2 separate regions of the Anas platyrhynchos genome follow, and region 1 is linked to region 2. The links are chromatin contacts, called in public Hi-C maps. All regions are on one chromosome and are shown on one strand. The core of a region is the stretch at or near the end of the contact, and the rest is flanking DNA. Distances in the headings are between cores, read along the strand shown. Region 1 overlaps TEDC2 (tubulin epsilon and delta complex 2). Region 2 holds the start of CCNF (cyclin F).

Region 1 (3,659 bases), core at 1,028-3,527, 47 kb after region 2:
TGCTGCTGGTATGCCTGGTGGCAGGTCTCACTGATCTGATGGTGAAGAGCCTCTGGCTTCTTCCTTCACCCCAGACTTCAGACGAATTCCCATGCCGTCACACACAGCCCCCTTCAGGTATCTTGAAGGGGCAGATGCCTAGTCACACAGAGAAAGCTGGCTTGGGTCTGGGGGAAGAAAAACATGGGACAAGCCTTCCGTCCCTCTCCCACCTACACAATCACGCTAAACCAGCATTTTCACAACCTTTTCAACAGAGTCAAGAGGTCATATACAGCTGTCCCTTACAGCAGCTCCGTTCTACATCCATCTGTTCATGCATATGCTTCCACATATGCATGCAGGAAAAAAAAGCCAGCCCTTCAGACAAAATACATCCAGGCTGAAAAGCAAACAGCCCTGGGTAGCTGCTGCGTGCTTCCGTTGCACACGCCAGAGCTGCCCTACCTGCCGGCTCCATGGGAAGTGAAATCCTATATACGAACAAACAAATGCAATCCCATAAAAAATAAATAAAAGCGAAAGTAAGAGGTGCTGATTTTCATATATTTGGATAATTTTCAGCGAATTGGGAGCACGTCAGAAAGGGCCAAATATTTGGAAAAGAGAGACAACCTTATCTCCTGCCAAGAAAAAATAATGACCAACGTCAGCATTGCGAAGAGCCAAATCACTCCAAACCAACAGCTCAGTCCAGATACAGTGCAAGTCAAACTAACGAGAATTAAAATGCTGCAGTGGCCCTTCTCTAAATGGACTTAAAAAATGCAGAATTATTCCATACGACTCTAAAGCACTGATTAAATTGCTACACAGCAACGCTGGGGATGTAGGGCCCACACGCGCAGACCTAAGATGCATGAAGAACCAAAGCCAGAGTTTTCCTGTGGTGATAAGGTCAGAACTGCTCGAGTACCTGTATTTATATAGCTGGGCAGGATATTGCACTAGTCACTCTGGAAAACAGCTCCAGCACAGGTTCAGCAGCAATGCAAAGCGCTGAGTGCCACCTACCGGGCTGCTTTGTCAGCTCTGCTGCTGCAGCTGGATTTCCCTGAATCTCCCCCGAGTGCACATAGCCCAACCCTTCTCAGACTGCTGCCTCGGGCACCATCACCACCTAAGATGATCCAGCAAAAGTATTTCAGTTGTAGGCTAGTGCAAGTCGTTATAAAAGAGCCTGGCGAGCTGTGAAACTGCCTGAAGAGGCCCCTGCTCTGAGCAGCAATGTGGCTGGAAGGCTAAAAGGAAAGGACTGCTCCAGCTGCAGAGTGGTGCAGGTGCCAAGCAGTTGGCTGTCTGGAAACCAGACTGGTTCCTGAAGAGGCACCACTGCATGCAACTATCATGCTGGTTATATATCACTTTGTGGACATAGTAATAGGGAAGCAGAACCTTGGGTTCTCCGGATTTACTGACACTGGAAAGCTGTGCCCCCAGTATACTGCAAACAGCATAAATTACATCCTACAGATAGCTACAGTCTGAATACAAGGGCAGTGTCGTGGCTGAGGAGGTCAAGAATCCAGAGCTAGTTGGACAGAGAGACCTTGGAAGACTTTGAAGAAAAGCCAACACCACTACCCATGGAAACACTGAAGGTTTCTGACGCTTCAGAGAGCCTCAGAATTATCAGGTTGTAAAACTCACAGACAAAGAAAAGGCAAAAGCCAGGAATTTAGTTTCCTTTAGTCAGACAAACAAGCAGAGTAAAAAAAAAAAAAAAAAAGTTATTGGTGAAGATTTATTGCTTAAAACTGTCTCTGGTTACGTGAATGGCTGGTAGGAGGTTCTCACCAATCAGTCTGCCAGCTCATCTCTCACCAGCACAGGGAATCGCTTGCCGCCTTCACAGAGCTGGGTGTAAATCGCCCGATACAGCTGAGCTGCAGAGGCCTCTGGGCATGCCTCGGACTCCAGGACAGGCAGCAGTTCTGTCATCGTGAGCTGGGCAGGAACAAAGAAGACACGTCACCAGAGCAGGGCCAGGGTGCGCTTCTAGGATTCCTGGAACTGAAGTGGCTGCATAACAAGCAAGAGCTAACCAGAGCAGTATGAGTAATACCACATTAACTGGCAGATAAATGCTTTCTTTTGTCACATTTAACAGCGACAGAGCTGTTCATCCCCTGCTCATAAAGCACACCAGCAGCCACCCAGTGCTCCTCAGCCAGCGAGATAAGTGGCAGCGCTTTTCTTCTGCGGGCTCTGACAGCACCGTGCTGCAGAGAAGGCCCAGCGCTGGGATGAGATCAGCTCTCTGCAAGAAACTCAAAGCAAGCACGTACGAAGTTGATCTGGGAGCTCTGCAACCACACAGCCAACAGCTTACTCACCCACTGCTAAGTTCAGCTCATTTACGACTGATTGCTCTTGCCTCCTCCCACTTGGGTCACATTAATACAAGACAGGTGGGCAAGAGGCCAACTCCAGCCCATGCAGAACAGGGATGCTGCTGGGGATGCTAGAGCTGTCTGACTTTCCTTGATCTGACCCCTGGCTTATTAAGCCTAGCTCGTGATCTCAGTCCACACTCCCAAATGACCATTGGCCTTTCACAGTATAATTAGCAGCACAAAGCTCTGGGATGATGGCTGGGACTGCCAACCCAAGCAGAAGTGTACTTCCTGTTGAAGGACAAAGTTACCCTTTAGTGCCCCAGTCCTGAATTAACACTCAGAAAGGCATTTTGCCTGGGAATTTTTCAGCTAGTATCTGCTAATGAGCACCAAGCAGTCTGCTCATTAAAACTCCACAGTCTACTAGGCACGCTGGCTTCCCAGGAGAAGAGTGGACAATCAATTGCATGTGACAATCACGTCCCTCAAAGTGTGGTTCAGTGGTGGAAACGAAGACCCAAACAGAACAGGGTACAGGACATCTGCAGGGGTTCCCCTCTCCAGTCCTCTACAAACCTCTGCAGGAAACAGGGACAGAGCACAGTTGCTAATCTCTGGAAAGAGTTAAGATTTGTGGACGTAAGGAGAAAATTGGCACAAGAAGTGCTACATTCCCCCACTTGCTATGAGAAACACCCTTCTCTTTTCCATCCCCTTGATCTGCTCCTAATGCAGAAGGATAGAGGAAAACAGACCTACACCAAAGACAAGCTAAGAGTTAACAGGACCAGGACTTTTTATGATTCTTGCTGTTTCTCTACAGAAAGGCAATGGACAGGGCTGGCCCAGAAACATGAAGCACATTTCCCAGTACATTTATCTTGTACCATGTCCATTTACTTCACCTGTCCCAATAATTTTACTTATCTCACATACTCTACACAGAGCTGCTTCAGATACTCAGCGCTCACCTAACACAAAGCATCTATTTAAATACAGATGCAGAGGAAATAGGGCCAGTCGATGAAGCATCAGGCTTCAGTAACTACTACATTATGGGCACACGGATAGCAAAGATCTCACAACCCGTAAATCAAGGATATAGCACTAAAAGCCCTGTTGAAAACAAGCAACAGTCCATCTTCAGCCAGAAAGGGAAGTATGGCCACTTACAAATAACTCTTCCTCAAGTTATTAAAAATACCCTGCTTTTCCAAAGACTCTGTCATTGACATAGCCTTTGATCTATCTCAGAGGAAGAGGGTAGATGTGATTTCACAGATCTCTGCCCTTTGCTGTTGGAGGTTGAGAAGAACAAAT
Region 2 (3,663 bases), core at 182-2,681:
ACTCCACCGTTTGCCTGTTTAGTTAAACTGTCACCACTACGACTCCATTTACCTCCCCCACCTCCCAACTTTTCCTCCTCAATTGATAACAGACCTTGAAATGTGACCGGCTCGATTAGGAAGTTAAGACCCACTAAACCTGCTGACGCCAGAAGCCCACCTTCCTGGGCAGCCAGTTGCTGCCACGGGCACTCAGAGAAGAGCCCTAAGAACCAGGAAACCTTTCTCTGAAGTCTTCACCGTTTTGTAGGGCTCACAGACCAGGGCGCTGGCTACTTCTGTTGCTCGTTAAGAGTTCACCCTCACTGCCAAGAGGGGCAAACCCAAGGGGAGCACAGCGCATTGCTCTCTGAGGACAGGAAACCCAAACTTTTCTCCGTCTGCTACTGAGAGCACAGTGCTGGGCTGCCACCCGGACCCAGGGCAGGCAGATGCACGGGCAACAGAGGCCACTGCTGAGACTGAAGGCGGCTGAACGTTTCCTTCACAGATGGGGGGCTCCAAAACTAAATTCTGAAGTGAAAGCCTGAGCCCCATAAATTAGAGGGACACTTAAAGGTCTTTGCTTTGGCCACAGAGGGCTTCTTGATTGAACTTTTCAAATCTGGTTCAAGCCTCACACAAAAAGAGGTTATACCTGGGAAATTTATTTAGTTTTCTTCCTAAAGAAGCTTCCTAGGAGACTCCCTGGCTCTGCTGGAGACCTCAACACCGTGCTGCCGGCCCTATTCTCACCGGCTCATTTCTCATGTGGAGATATTTGGATGTAGGTGCGAGCAGCACGGTACCACACCGAACCGCCCTGTCTGATCCGTGGGGGCCGAAGGCAGCAGCTGGGCCCGCGGTGCCGCTCCCGGCTCCTCCCCACGGTGAGAGAGACGGATAAAGGGGGAGCACGGGGGATTTTTAGGGGGTGCTCTCTCCCTTTTCCCTTCCCTTGGCCCCGCTCCTCTGCAAAACCCCGCACCCGGACAGCCCCGGGGCCCAGCGGCTCCCCCCACACACACCGGGAAGGGAACGGACGGGACCCCCGCACCCCCCCCGGCTCCACAGGCCCCGGGGGGAGCCCAGCCCCAGGCCGAGCCCCCCCGGCAGGGGCAGCGCCGCCGGGGCCCGGCCGCCTCCGGGAACCTCCGGGAGCCTCCCCGCCGGTCCCCCCCGGCCTCCCCCACCCCGGGACCCCACCGAGGCCCTGTCCCCGCCCCGGTTTGAATCCCCCGGGAGCCGAGGGGCCGCGTTGGGCTGCGTGTGGGGGTGCCGTGGCGGCGCGGCCCTCACTCACCGCCCGCCTTCATCGCGGAGCCTCCCCGGGGATCGAGCGGCGGCGGCGGCGGCGCCCGGAGCGCTTCTGAGGGGACGGGGCCGAGGGGGCGGGGCCTCACCGAGCAGGGGGCGGGGCTTAGCGGTGAGGGGCGGGGCTAAGCCGTAAAGGGGCGGGGCTTGGCGCTGCCCGCTCCGGCCCCGGGGCCTGGCCACGCCCCCTCGGCGCTCAGCGAGGGTCAGGGAAGGAGCGCGCGGCCGGCCCCGCCCCCAAGCCACGCCCCCTCCCCTCAGGCCCCGCCTACCCTGGGGGTGGTGCTGGCGGAAGCCCCGCCCCTTTCCGCCGCCGGCCCGGCTCCGCTGAGCGACGCCTGCCGGCCGCGCGCACTTTTTTTTTTAAACCCAGCGGGCCGCCTGATTGGCCGGCGGGGCGCGGGGGGGCGGGGCCGGGCCCGCCCCGCGGGCCGCGATTGGGCGTCGAGGATGCGAATTCGAATCGGGGCAGTTGGCGGTTCGAGCACCTCGCGGGCACGGCGGCTGCGGCGCATGCGTGCGGAGAGCAGGGACCCCCCCCCCCCCCCTTCGCCCCCCCCCGTGTGCGGGGCGGGCGTTGCCATGGCAACCAGCGCGGCCTGCGGGCCCGCTCCCCTCAGGCGGTGCCAGGCAGGGCCCGCACGGCCCAGCTTAGCTTCAATAAACTTTCCTATTTGTTAGAGTGTCTCTGAGTTTTATTTAATAACACCCCGCGGTTTTAGGAGCGTATTTCATCACACAACACATTCTGGATGCTCCCACGGGAGGGGTTTTGGGGGGCTCTGAGGTATCTCCAGTGCTCCAGCTTGGTGCTGGGGGAGCCCAGCTGAGGTGGCTCCGTGCCTTATTTCGGGGGGCTCCACGCCGCTGTGCCGGGACGGAGCCCCTCGTGCCCACCCCAGAGCCGTGCAGTGACCACAGGTGTGAATACAGCCCTGAACGCAGGAGCTGCTGTGGAAGGCTTCCCCCCGTGCACATCCACCTCCATCCTCAAAGCTGCCTCACGGTCCTGGGGCATGGCAAAGTGGCATCGAGTTCTCATCAAATATTCATCTCCTTTTAGCTGGGAAGTGTTTTGAGTGAAAGAGTTAATCACGCTGTCGGCTTTTGTTCCTTATTTCTCCCCCTCACAGCTGTTTCTGTCAACTAAAAATAAGTTGAGCCAGCAAACAAAACGTGAATAACCGCGTAGAAAGCTAAAATACCACCGGGAGATGCTCCGTGAGTCATGGGGCAGAGTGCCCTCAGGTAGATCTCATCCCTCCCCGAAACTGGAGCAGCAGCGGAAGGCAGGCCACAGGGAAGGGGGCAGCTTACAACAGAAACCCAGGCGGGCACACAGAGCTGGGACCTGGCAGTGAGGTGGCAGGAACACAAAGTCTGTGACTGTAGATGCAGGAAAGGTTTGGGGCAGGGCACGGCAGCAGTGCTCTGACACCAGAACTGGTGAGCTGGCCCCAAAGCAGCTGCAGCTAAAGGGATGCTGCTTGCCAAAAGCCAGAAGATACCATTCTCCCAGTGCTTATTACTGGAAAGGCATTGCTCATTTACTGGAACAACTATGCCGACCTTGTGTGGGCCTGACACAAAGTCAAGGGAAATTAATGTGAGAGTCTCTCTGTGGCTATCTTCAGAGGGTTTATAGCGGGTTTACAAAGACAAAGGACTTCTAATTAGATATATTACTCAGAGCAATATTCTGTCTTTTCTGTGAAAGTGATAATTATGGTTGAGATTTTCAGCAGTGGTGAACTTTGTCCTGGTTTGTCCTCTCTGGAATCCGATGGCAGAACATCCAGATGGCTTTATCCCTGACATACAAGATCAGAGGCAGACCAGTGTGCATTGGGTTTCGTGTTGCTTAAACATGGCCATCTGGCAAGAGCTTTGAAACCCTGTGGTGTCTGCAAGCCCTGCCTGGAGCCGGCAGGTTGGGATGGGAGAGGGACCAGGTTGGGATGGGAGGGGGACAAGGCTGGATGCACCTCTCTCACACTCCTGTACTTCTCAGCAAGGCATGACACAGATATGAGTCTTTCCCCAAAGAGAGGAAGGCTGATTCATGTGTGTTTTAATCACTGTTGCCTGAGCTGGATTCCCCTTGTTTGCCGTGTCTCCACTGAACAGCCGAATGTCTTTCTTCCCTTCACATCTGTTGGCTGTGGAAGTGAAGCTAAACACAGTGAAAGCCTTTTATTTGCCTCAATTGCTGTGATTTAAACAAAGCTCAACAAAGATGTGAGGCGGTTCTTCTGGGGGCAACAGATGCTGCTACACTTGCTTGTGCTTCAGCCAAGGTGTTGACTCCTCTCATGAAGTGATTCAAGGGTCTGAGACCATGGCATCTGAGCATTATGTGCATGGCCAGCA

The links. Hi-C and Micro-C count contacts between places; a contact is called where the count stands out from the background.
Region 1: a contact with region 2 is called in a Hi-C map of subcutaneous adipose tissue, with 4 times the contacts expected there. The contact joins the enhancer-like site here to the promoter of CCNF in region 2. A contact is called at or near these places in 4 of 8 Hi-C or Micro-C datasets (liver, skeletal muscle and subcutaneous adipose tissue).

Annotation. Positions count from the first base shown.
Region 1 is chr15:7,522,569-7,526,227 of IASCAAS_PekinDuck_T2T, forward strand. TEDC2 (tubulin epsilon and delta complex 2) reads right to left here. Exons shown (of 10, transcript XM_072024068.1): 9 at 1,798-1,947. The coding sequence ends at 1,801. Among named protein-coding and RNA genes, the nearest start is that of TEDC2, 8.4 kb to the right of the region's middle. Within about 2 kb of position 2,278, at least 4 of the 8 cell types and tissues checked have an H3K27ac peak or open chromatin away from gene starts, as enhancers often do. A contact at or near this core is called in subcutaneous adipose tissue, where this site is marked.
Region 2 is chr15:7,476,707-7,480,369 of IASCAAS_PekinDuck_T2T, forward strand. It overlaps CCNF (cyclin F), which reads right to left and starts at 1,432. Exons shown (of 17, transcript XM_027468963.3): 1 at 1,283-1,432. The coding sequence starts at 1,295.